Regions from separate parts of the Sus scrofa genome. Here all the other regions are linked to region 3. Evidence: chromatin contacts called from public Hi-C and promoter capture Hi-C data. All regions are on one chromosome and are shown on one strand. Each heading gives the region's core, a stretch centred on a gene start, on an enhancer-like site or on the middle of the called end of the contact. The rest is flanking DNA. Distances are from core to core; before and after follow the strand shown.

Evidence for each region. Promoter capture Hi-C pulls out the DNA fragments that hold promoters and counts their contacts. Hi-C and Micro-C count contacts between places; a contact is called where the count stands out from the background.
Region 1: a Hi-C map of liver shows a contact between it and region 3, with 6 times the contacts expected there. The contact joins the promoter of IER2 here to the promoter of PRKACA in region 3. A contact is called at or near these places in 1 of 5 promoter capture datasets (liver) and 2 of 47 Hi-C or Micro-C datasets (embryonic fibroblasts and liver).
Region 2: a contact with region 3 is called in a promoter capture Hi-C map of liver, with 5 times the contacts expected there. The contact joins the promoter of NACC1 here to the promoter of PRKACA in region 3. A contact is called at or near these places in 1 of 5 promoter capture datasets (liver), 1 of 47 Hi-C or Micro-C datasets (embryonic fibroblasts) and 1 of 2 datasets of contacts at active chromatin or transcription factors (skeletal muscle).

The regions. Positions count from the first base shown.
Region 1 is chr2:65,911,176-65,914,433 of Sscrofa11.1, forward strand. It overlaps IER2 (immediate early response gene 2 protein), which reads right to left and starts at 1,316. Exons shown (of 1, transcript XM_003123342.4): 1 at 1-1,316. The coding sequence starts at 110. STX10 (syntaxin-10) reads left to right here and starts at 2,957. Exons shown (of 8, transcript XM_003480777.4): 1 at 2,957-3,135. The coding sequence starts at 3,101.
Region 2 is chr2:65,937,509-65,940,961 of Sscrofa11.1, forward strand. NACC1 (nucleus accumbens-associated protein 1) reads right to left here and starts at 1,332. Exons shown (of 6, transcript XM_003123340.6): 1 at 1,148-1,332. It overlaps TRMT1 (tRNA methyltransferase 1), which reads left to right and starts at 2,645. Exons shown (of 17, transcript NM_001243450.1): 1 at 2,645-2,724; 2 at 3,031-3,234; 3 at 3,317-3,372. The coding sequence starts at 3,050.
Region 3 is chr2:65,073,048-65,076,243 of Sscrofa11.1, forward strand. It overlaps PRKACA (cAMP-dependent protein kinase catalytic subunit alpha), which reads left to right and starts at 1,829. Exons shown (of 10, transcript XM_003123353.4): 1 at 1,829-2,090. The coding sequence starts at 2,045.

The DNA of each region.
Region 1 (3,258 bases), core at 66-2,565, 840 kb after region 3:
GACAGCTGCAGACTCCGGTGCAACCGTAGGCCACCGCGCTGCATGCGCGAATGGTACATCTTCCAAACGGACAGGGTCATAATGCGTTGCGCCTCTTTCTGCACTTCCATGACGACTCGACGGCGGGACCGAGGTTTGGCGGGGACTCTGGGCTGGGCAGGGGAGGTGGCAGGTGCACTCCAGACTATGCGTTCGTTCACGCCTCTCTCTGCGGAGATACCCACACTGAGAGACTAGTAGGACGCTCTGCCCGGCCGCCCGCCACCCGGGCCCTTTTGTACCCAGTGTGATGTCACGGAGACGCCCCGCCCAATCAGAGAGCCGCATCCGGGCTTTCCGCAGCGCAGCGGGGCTAGAGACTCCTTAAAGGGACAGGGTGGGATTTACCCTGAGATGAAAAGGGACCCGAACTTGTAGAGGGTGAGCGTTCCCCAGTCCAAGCTGACCTCTCCCGGCGGTATCCTTTCTCAGTGGCCCCAGTGCATCCTTGCGCAGGCCCAGTGTAGGGGGGCCGTAGGTGGGGCTCAGGGCCGACCCACGGGTTGCGTCTGTAGAGCCCAGCGAGCTGGCCTTAGCTTGTAAGTTTCCTTTCGCACCTGGGAAGACCCGGGTTCCAGCCGGTACATCCCCCGTGGGAACAGTGCCTAGCATCTACCAGTCTCTTAATTAACGTTTTTTTGTTGTTAATAACGATGCTAGCAACATTTATTAAGCACTTACTATGTGCCACGCGCTAAAGTCTTTCCTTTCATAAATATGTTATTGATCTCTCACCTCCACTCCGCGGAGGGTAGTTATATCTGATTTCTTCAGGTGGGGAAACCTAGACAAGAGTGATTCGTCCAATATTTGCTAAACAAATAAATGGGCTACTGCGGTGAAACGAGACCGTTTGGGCCTCCAGCCCTCTCCATTCCCCTCCGTATGGAAGCGGTAAGAAGGCGGGACACGCTGGTTGCGTTGCCTTAGAGCAAAGATGCCCACTCCACGGGCGGCGGATGTCTGCAGACACAAGTGCAGTCCAGGCTGCCATCTCTGCGCTCCGCAAGAATCACCCTCCCACTTCGTCTGTTTCCCTAGGCACGAAATCCACCGTGGGCGTGGAACTCGTAAGGCGGAGTACCCAGCCGCAACACAACCCGAGTGAGCACGTGGCTGTGGCCCCCCAAACGACGCAGCGGTGCTCCGCCTCTGCTCCCCAGGAGGCGGAGTTGGGGTAGAAGCTGAAAACTGAACAACTCAGAAATAGAGCAGATAGAAAACAGCCGCCCCACCTTCCGCTTCGCACTACAGTTCCAAGGAAACCTAATTCCAGTTACTCAGGAAAAAAAAAAAAAAAAAAAAAAAGCAATACGGTTCGAATAGTTCCATTCATTCGTGGTGCGGGCCCTTTAAGGGAAGGCTCCACCGCCCCCAACTCTTGCGCGAGCCTTCCCGCCAAGAGATCTGCTAGACTTCCACCACTAAATTTGGAAGTAATGACGTAGAGCGTGCGCGTGAGCCGCTTCCGGCTGCCCATATAAGGACAGGAACCCGGATCTCGATACGGGACAGCCACGGGCTTCTTCCGGGCGGGGGTGGTGCCTTAGCCTCCGGACACGCCCCCTCCGCTCTTTCTCTCCCGGCAGCTAGGGCTGGCTGGAGCCCCCGGTTTCCGGAGCGGCGTTCAGCCCGGCCCACAGAGAGGAAGGAGAAAGTTTCGCTTCCTTCCCTCCGGAGACCGGGAAGATGTGACGCCCCTCCAGAAAAGCCCCTGCTGGCGTGTAGGGGCTACCTCACTGTTCACTCTGACGCCGTATCCCAGAGATCTACACAAAGACCTTGCCAACTCAAGCAGCTACTCCCTGAGGACTCTCATTCTGGTCCCCTCCATGGAGATCCTGCCCCTCCCCTTAAAGTGATCCTCCTTTGCACCTCTGGATCACGCTCAGGTCCCCCATCTCCAACTCTGACACATGGGGGGGTCAATTATTCTCTCTTCTAAAAGACTTCTCCCAAAACCGCTCCCATTCAGCGATCCTGCCATATATTACTCGCTGAGAACGTCCTCATCCCCGCTCCCCCACACTCCCAATCCCACGAAACTCCACAACGACATCCCCCGCCCAGGCGCTGTCTCTGACACACAACAGGGGCGACCTTCTGAGGGTTTCTTAAGATAGCCCGCTCCAAGAATCAGGACCCCACTCGGGCAACGGTCCCCCCCACCAATAAAAAAAAAATGCTTTCTCGGAGACCCCACACATAAAGGTTCTGTCGCACAGGCGGCCACCCTGAGTCCCTCTCCAGACATTCCCTGGTCCCACTCCACGCGCAAAGGACTTCATTGCAGGCTATCTTCAGAGTTGCCCCCACCACACTCCCTCCCACGACCCCCAGGTCGCACCCAGAAAGATCCTACCCTCCAGAAGCATTTCCAGGGCCCCCATCCAGGGCCATCCTGCCCCGGGATGCTTCCCTCCTCCGCAGGAAAAAAAGAGGAGGGGTAAATCAAACAGAACTCGTCACAGAATGCCTGCAGTTCACCCTGGCCCCGCGGGAAGGTGGAGAGACCACCCATCCCCATACTGCTCCCCAAACCTGTCACACCTGACCCTGGGCTGGAACCATCTTCCAGGACAGGATCTAGGTGCAGGAGCATCATAAAGATGATCTACTAATTGAAGGAGCCACTTCCCCAGCCATAATCTGACCGGATTTGAAGGAGACTATTGTTATTTATATTGCCCAGAAGGGAAACCATGGTTGCGCAGCAACAATCCGAAGGCCTGGGTCTTCAACCAAGGCGTAGGGAGCTCTGACTCGAACCCAGCCAGACAGAACTGACACATCTGTGGACCAAGATGCGAAGAGGAATAGGTACGGGCAGGAAGCCGTTTCCGCCCACAACCAAGATGGCCGAAGAGAGAGCGGAAATTTCCACACTTCGGGCCTCTAAGGCCTCTCTTTCTCCCCTTGTGGCTCCGCTCTCGTTGGTGGCCTGGGTCACGTGACGGGAGCGGGCGGGTGGGTGACGGCGAGTTCTGCATTGCTTGGAGGGAACCTGCGTCCAAGGCCGAGAGGGGAGGGGGCTCGGCCTCGGGCGGGTGGGAGGCGTGATATGTCTCTCGAAGATCCGTTTTTTGTAGTACGAGGGTGAGTGACAGCGAAGGGGGAGGGCAGAGGGTGTCCTGTCCCCCTGCCAGCCAGTGCCCGGGTGCCAGCCGGAGCGTGCCAGGTATTCTGGGCACCACCGTCGGGATTGCCCCGTGGCCGTGT
Region 2 (3,453 bases), core at 82-2,581, 860 kb after region 3:
TGGGGAAAGAATCTAAGACCCTAAGGTGTTCAGATAACAGGGGTGGGGGGTGGGGTGTGTGTGTATATGCTGGGCTGCCTCCATGAAGATATACCGGTTAGAGATGTACAAGAGGGTGATAAACAATATGGGCAAGCTAGGTGTTCCAGACTATTTCCCAAGAATCCCACACAAACACCCTCCTGGCAGGCTCAAACTCTGGAACAGCCCGCAGAGGCTTGCCCAAAGGGTAGGTCGGGACCTAGAACCTGATAAATAGAGATGAGAGGTGTGAGAAAGAGTAAACACTTCAGGTTTGACTCCAACTTAACATCTGGCCGACAAAGGGGGGCGCACCTTGGCACGTGCCTTTTGATCACAGTACTTTCTCCGGACCTGCTCCTACACCCCCACAAGCCTACTTAGTCCAAAGGCTCTGCCTCTCCCTCCCAAAGCTCCTACAGTAGTTCCTCAACCTACCTGATCGCCCCCGTATCCGGCCCTCGCCACCCCTCCAACGCTCCCAGCACTAACCTCATGTGACCCCTGCAAACATCTCTGGGATCTCCTAACCGCCCCCACCCGAACTAACTCCGCCCACACCCACCCAGCTCCACTTCCTGGGCTTCTCCCCAGCCGCCCCCAAGCCTGTAACCTGACCCACCTCCTCCGGCGCCCCGACAGTACCTGCAAGCCCGGCCCCTCCCCGCCCCCCTCGGGGCCATTTCCCTCCAGCCAAGCCGCTTTCCCCTCCTCCCCCATTCCGCCGGCCCAAAGACCGACTCCTCCTCCCCCTCCCCCTCCGGCCTCCACGGGCGCCTCTTCACTTTTCCTCCTCCGGCCCTCCCTCCAACTTCCTGGGCCCCTAGCCACCTGCCCCGGCCTGGCCTCACGCCTCTCTGGCCGGGAATAGGGGGAGGTCTGGGCCCGATCCCGACGCCCGCAAGCCCCGCGGTCCCGCGCGGGGCTGAACGCTCGAAGCCGCTCGCGGGGGCCGGGACTCCCCACACACTCGCCGGCTGGGGCATAGTGCAGGCTACTGGCCAGGTTCCTGGTTGGAGGAGGCCCCCATGTCTTCCCTCCCCTCGCCCCTTAGCCAGACCTCGGATGCCCTCGGGCCGCCCAAGCAAGAGGAGGCCGGAACCGGGCCTGGGGCGGGCCGCCTCACCTGCGCCGTGGCCGCGCTCCGGGGGCTCCCGGCAGGCTCCGCAGCGGCGGCTGGGGCCGGGCCTGGGCCCGGGGCGCGCCCCCCTGCGCCGGGGCCTCGGCCTCCGCCTCCGCGGCCTCCGCGGCCTCCGCCTCAGCAGCAGCGGCAGCCGCGGCGGCCATTCATTGTGGGCCAGGCCGCCCCAGCCGAGCGCCGAGCGAGCGCAAGGCGCGCCGCCGCCGCAGCCCGGCCGGGGAGGAGCGGCCTGGCCCCGCCCGCGCACCGCCCCCAAAACCCGCCCCCCCGAGGCTAGGCCAGCCGAGCACCGAGAGCACACCCCTTCTTTTCTCAGTCTCCTCCCTCCGCCCCCTGGACTCAACGCCTGGACCTCGGCCCTGCTGGAGAGTTCCAGTCCCCACCCCGTCACCTTCTAGTCCCACAACCTAAAGCAAGTCGCTTTCCCTTCGGAATTTTAGTTTCCTGTAAAAACGCAAACAATAATGTCTGCTGTTTATTGTGTCAGGCACTGTTTTGTGTTCTTTATGGGATTATCTCGTTTAAACTTCACATTAACATCTTTAGATAGGAGTTATTTTACACACACACACACACACACACACTTTCAAAAAATAAGAAAGCACAGAGAAACGAAGAAACCTCCTCAGGATCACTCAGCAAGGAAGTGGTGGCGGGTTCCAGGATTCAAACCGAGGCTCAAGAAGAGACAATAAAAGTTAATACTTGGAGTTCCCTTGTGGCACAACGTGTTAAGTATCCGGTGTTGTCACTGCAGCGGCCCGGATCAAGTTCAGTCCCTGGGCTGGGAACTTCGACATGCCACAGGCATGGCAGAACAAGTATTTTATGATGCTTATGCGATGCCACGTTCCATTCTAAGCATTTCACTCATTTAATTCTCGTCACAACTCAATAACGAAAGTTTAAAAGTTCTGCCCATTTTGCAAATGTGTAAATATGAGCAGAGAACATTAAGAACAAGTAGCAGGATGAGCTGGGGAATACAGGCCTCTATGCCCTCCTTTCCTACACCACTTAGAACCTACTGAAGGTTTACTATGTGAGAGGGACTACTTTGCACATTTTCCAATGTCGTTTAATTTTTGCTCTATAGGATTCTTCTCTAACAGGTAAGGAAAGTGAGTATAATTTAAATAAAGTGCCAAGAGCATGTGGTAGGACTGAGTTTCAAACGCAGTAAATCTGTTTTCAGAGCCTGAGTTATTCCTGCAGGATGCCCTGAAAATAATGTGCTTAAAACCCAGGAAACAGGAGACGATCAATAGGTGTTGGATTTCCGCTTATCGCCCCTTTTCTGAGCCTCACCCTCCTCATCCGAGAAATGGGGCTAGTGACGTATTCCCTCCCAGGGGAGCCGCAGTGATTGAGGCCACCACACAACACGTTCAGCTCTTTGCGCCGTGCATTTTGATTCCCGCTGCCCACTGTAGGTAGCATCACTGATTGACTGGATTCTGTCACGTGACGTGCCCTCCCACTGTGCCAACATGGCGGCGCCCAGGTCCTAATCCGGGAAACGTGCACCGAAATTAATTCGGTTTTCCGTGCCGCGAGAGAAGGTGAGGAGGGCCTGGGCGACGCGAGGAGGGATCCTGGCCAGGGGCGGGCCCGCTCGAGGGCTTCCAACTTCGTAGGGGCAGTTCTCCAAAGACGGGGGGAGTGGTGTCAATTTACCGAGGCCTCAGAGTCTCCTTAGTCCCTACTTTAGTGACATGTAAGCCACCCTGCCCGGGAACGCACCTCTCTGATGTTCTCCCTGTTCCCTCCCCTGCCCTCCGAACCAGGCTTGGTTGGCAGAGGCGCCCGCGGATGTCCCGTGGGAGGATCGTTCTGTGGCTAAGCCTGACTCTCCGCTCCGCCCGCAGTATCTGTAGAGCCCGGTTTATGGAGGGGCAGCCCCAAGGGCCGCCAGATCCAGCGGCAATGGAGAATGGCACCGAGCACCGCGGAGAAGAGTTCCCACCTGAGGCTCAGGAGACGACGGTCACCGAGGGGGCCGCCAAAATCGTCTTCCCCAGCGCCAACGAAGTTTTCTACAACCCGGTGCAGGAGTTCAACCGGGACCTGACGTGAGTAGGGGTCCCAGATTAGCTTGGCAAAGGGCAGTGGGTCTGTGCGGATGAGGAGATGTGAGCTGACTGTCTCCCGCAGATGTGCTGTGATCACCGAGTTTGCTCGCATTCAGCTTGGGGCCAAAGGAATTCAGAGTGAGTGAAGGTCCGGGTTCCTGGTGGGCAGGGGTGTCACACAGCTCTCTCCTTGCCCCGCCCCTTCACGCTCTTACATTT
Region 3 (3,196 bases), core at 579-3,078:
TGGGCCCCTCCCGCGGCATATGGAGGTTCGCAGGCTAGGGGTCCAATGGGAGCTGTAGCCACCAGCCTACGCCAGAGCCACAGCAACTCAGGATCCAAGCCGCGTCTGCAACCTACACCACAGCTCACGGCAACGCCAGATGGTTAACCCACTGAGCAAGGGCAGGGACCGAACCCGCAACCTCATGGTTCCTAGTCGGATTCGTTAACCACTGCACCACGACGGGAACTCCGACTTTTTATTCGATTTTACTTAGCCTTTCTTTGTAACTCCACAGCCCCAGGTGGAGTGGTTTGGCTGATGAGCCGTTTCCTCATAATTCACAAAAAAAACCAGCATCTTCCCTTCCTGAGACTGGTAGACTTAGGAACATGGGTCCAGACTGCTGCTAGATGGGGTGCAGGTTGTACAAATCCAGAAGCAGAGGAGCAAATTGACTTGTAGACCTTAGACCAGCTGGCCCCTCCAAGCCAAGGAGAGCTGGCTCATCCAATCTCCTGCCCCTTGTGTCACCCCGTTTGGGCCTTCCTCTACATCAGTGGTTCTCAACTGGGGGCAGTTTTGCCCCCCAGGACACACTGAACAGTGTCTAGAGGTGGCTTTTGTTGTCACAGCTGGTGGAGGAGAGGAAGGTTCTACTGACATCCAGGTGGCAGACTGGGGATGCTGCTAAACACCCTACAGGACCACTCCTCACTCCCACGCCAGCATAGACTGGTCCGGCCCTGAATGTCAGAAATGTGGCAGTGGGAAACTGTCCTCAGTATATTAAAAGGGCACCCTAAGGAAGGGGCAATTTTGCTACTCTGCTCCAGGAGGGGCCGTTCCTTTTGCATTGCCTAGACAGAGGGAATCCCCATCTTGGCTGTGCCCCATTCCTCATCTGTAAAATGGGAGTGATGATCATAGTGCCTACGTGATAGGAGTGTGGTACGAAATAACGTATTTAATGAGCGCTAGCTCACCACTGCCATGAGCCCAAGTTGGGGACCCAGTAAAAAAGGATGGCTAGTGAGCGCCCCCTCCCAACATCCCCTTGCTCCTGCAGCCCAGCATCCTCCAGAAGCTCAGGCTGTGGCTGAGAGAGACCCAAGAGGACCGCAGCCTGGCCCCGGGGCCTGCAGCTATCCTGCGCCAGGCCTTATGAATGACGACGGCCGGCGGCCGGGCGACCTATGACCCGCGGCGCCTGCTGCTCTCCTCCCCCGCTGGCAGGTGGACAGCGGCTGCGCCGGGGTTGCGGGGTGGGGTGGGGGGGGCGCGGCGCCAACCTCGGCTGGCCGGCAGCCGCTGCCGCACTGAGCGGGGGCGGGGGACTGCGGCGAATACGGGGCTGGGCGAGCGCCCGCCTGGACCGCCGCCTGGGGCTCCGAGCGCTGCGCGGCCGCCCGCCAGCCTCGGCCGCCCCGCCCGGCGGGTCCAGGCAACAGGATGAGCCTCCGCGCCCCCCCACCCGGTGGGTCGAGGCTCAGCCTGCCGCCCCGCCCGTCAGGTCCGGGCGGCGGGCTGAGCCTCCGCCCCGCCCTCTCACCTCGGGATTGACACTGAACGTTCGGCCGAGGGTTTGCCGGACAGCCAGCCTTGGCCAATTGACTGCCTCGCTGGGCGGGCCCCAGAGCCTGTCGGGAGGCTGGACCAATCAGACGCGTCGGCCCGCCCGGCTGAGGCCTCAGAAGCGCGCGAGTGGCCGGGCGTTCTAGGGGCGTGTCAGGGGCCGGGATCCTATGGCAGCACGGGAGGTTTGCGGAGGACCAATGGACTGCGGCGTAGCGCCGTCAGTCAGGGAGGCCTAGACCAATGAGCGGCAGGCTGCGGGGGCGTCACGGACAGCAGCAGCAGCGGACTTGGGCTGAGGTTCCCGGGCGGGCGGGCGCGGAGAGACGCGGGAAGCAGGGGCTGGGCGGGGGTCGCGGCGCCGCAGCCAGCGCAGCCAACCCCAGGGGCCGCCGCCGCCGCCGCCGCCCAGCGCGCTCCGGGGCCGCGGGCCGCCTCCAGCACCCGCCGCGCCGCAGCTCCGGGACCGGCCCCGGCCGCCGCCGCCGCGATGGGCAACGCCGCCGCCGCCAAGAAGGGCAGCGAGCAGGAGAGCGGTGAGTGCCCGGGCCGTGACCCCGATCGCGGCCCCGCGCTGCCAGCCCCCTCCCTGTCCATCACCGCTTGGCCCCTCCCCTTATCCCCCCCATTTCTCTCTGTTTACCCTACAGCGAACCCTTCCCCCTGTCTGTCCAAGGTTGGGGCCCAAGGCCCGCAGAAGACCCCGTAGGAGCCCCCTTGCCAAAGACCGTCCCCCTGTGCAAAGACCGTGCTCCCCCCCAGCTGTCACTGCCAACCATGGCACGTATAACCGCTGAGGCCCCACATGGGGCCCTGTCACTACCCCACTCTCTTCTTTCCTGGTACCTCTGCACAGATTCTAAATCTCCCCCCACTTCTTCACTCACCTCTTCCACACTCACCTCTTCTGCCAGTCTGGGAGTGCTGTGGGGTCTGCCTCCACCCTGCAGGGACCTTGGCCACTTGGTGACCACACCCCTCCCCCCTCCAGCCCCCGCCATCTTTCTCCTGCCCTTCCCCTCTTCACCTTATCACAGCCCCCTCCAACCCCACTTTGCCTTCCTTGAGCATTTCTCAGGGCCACCTCCAGAATTGTTTTTCCCTTCTGTGTCACTTGACATGGGGGACAGGATCTTTCTGGGTCTCTCTGCCCCTCTCTCATCCTGATACTCTCTGTCACTCTGCTCCTCTGCTTGTGCTCCCTCCTCCAAGCAAGCGTCTGTCCCTGGCTGGGGTAGCAGACTGTTTATGAACCTAGAGAACTGCTTCAGTGCTTCCAAAGCCAAGTTTGAGCTGATCTTGCTGGAAAATTCATTGCGTCGTTTTTCCTGGGTTGGGGGGTGGAGGTGTCAGCAGAGAGCCCCTTCCCATCTCTGGAAGGCTCTAGGCTCCTCAGAGGGCCCCTCAATAAATGGTTGTTTCACAACTGAGGCTTCGTCATTCACCCAGTCCCCCAGGCTTCTTGACCCGCTCCGGGCTTGGGATGAAGAGTGTCTGGCTTTAACAAGCCTCCTTCAGCTTGAGCTGGAATGGTGAGAAAGAGGACTCAAGGGATGGCAATTGGGAGGAGTAGTGGGTGACATCTAATGCCTCTCTGCCAAGGGACAAATAGATTCTGATCATTCCCAGGGTTCAACCAGAG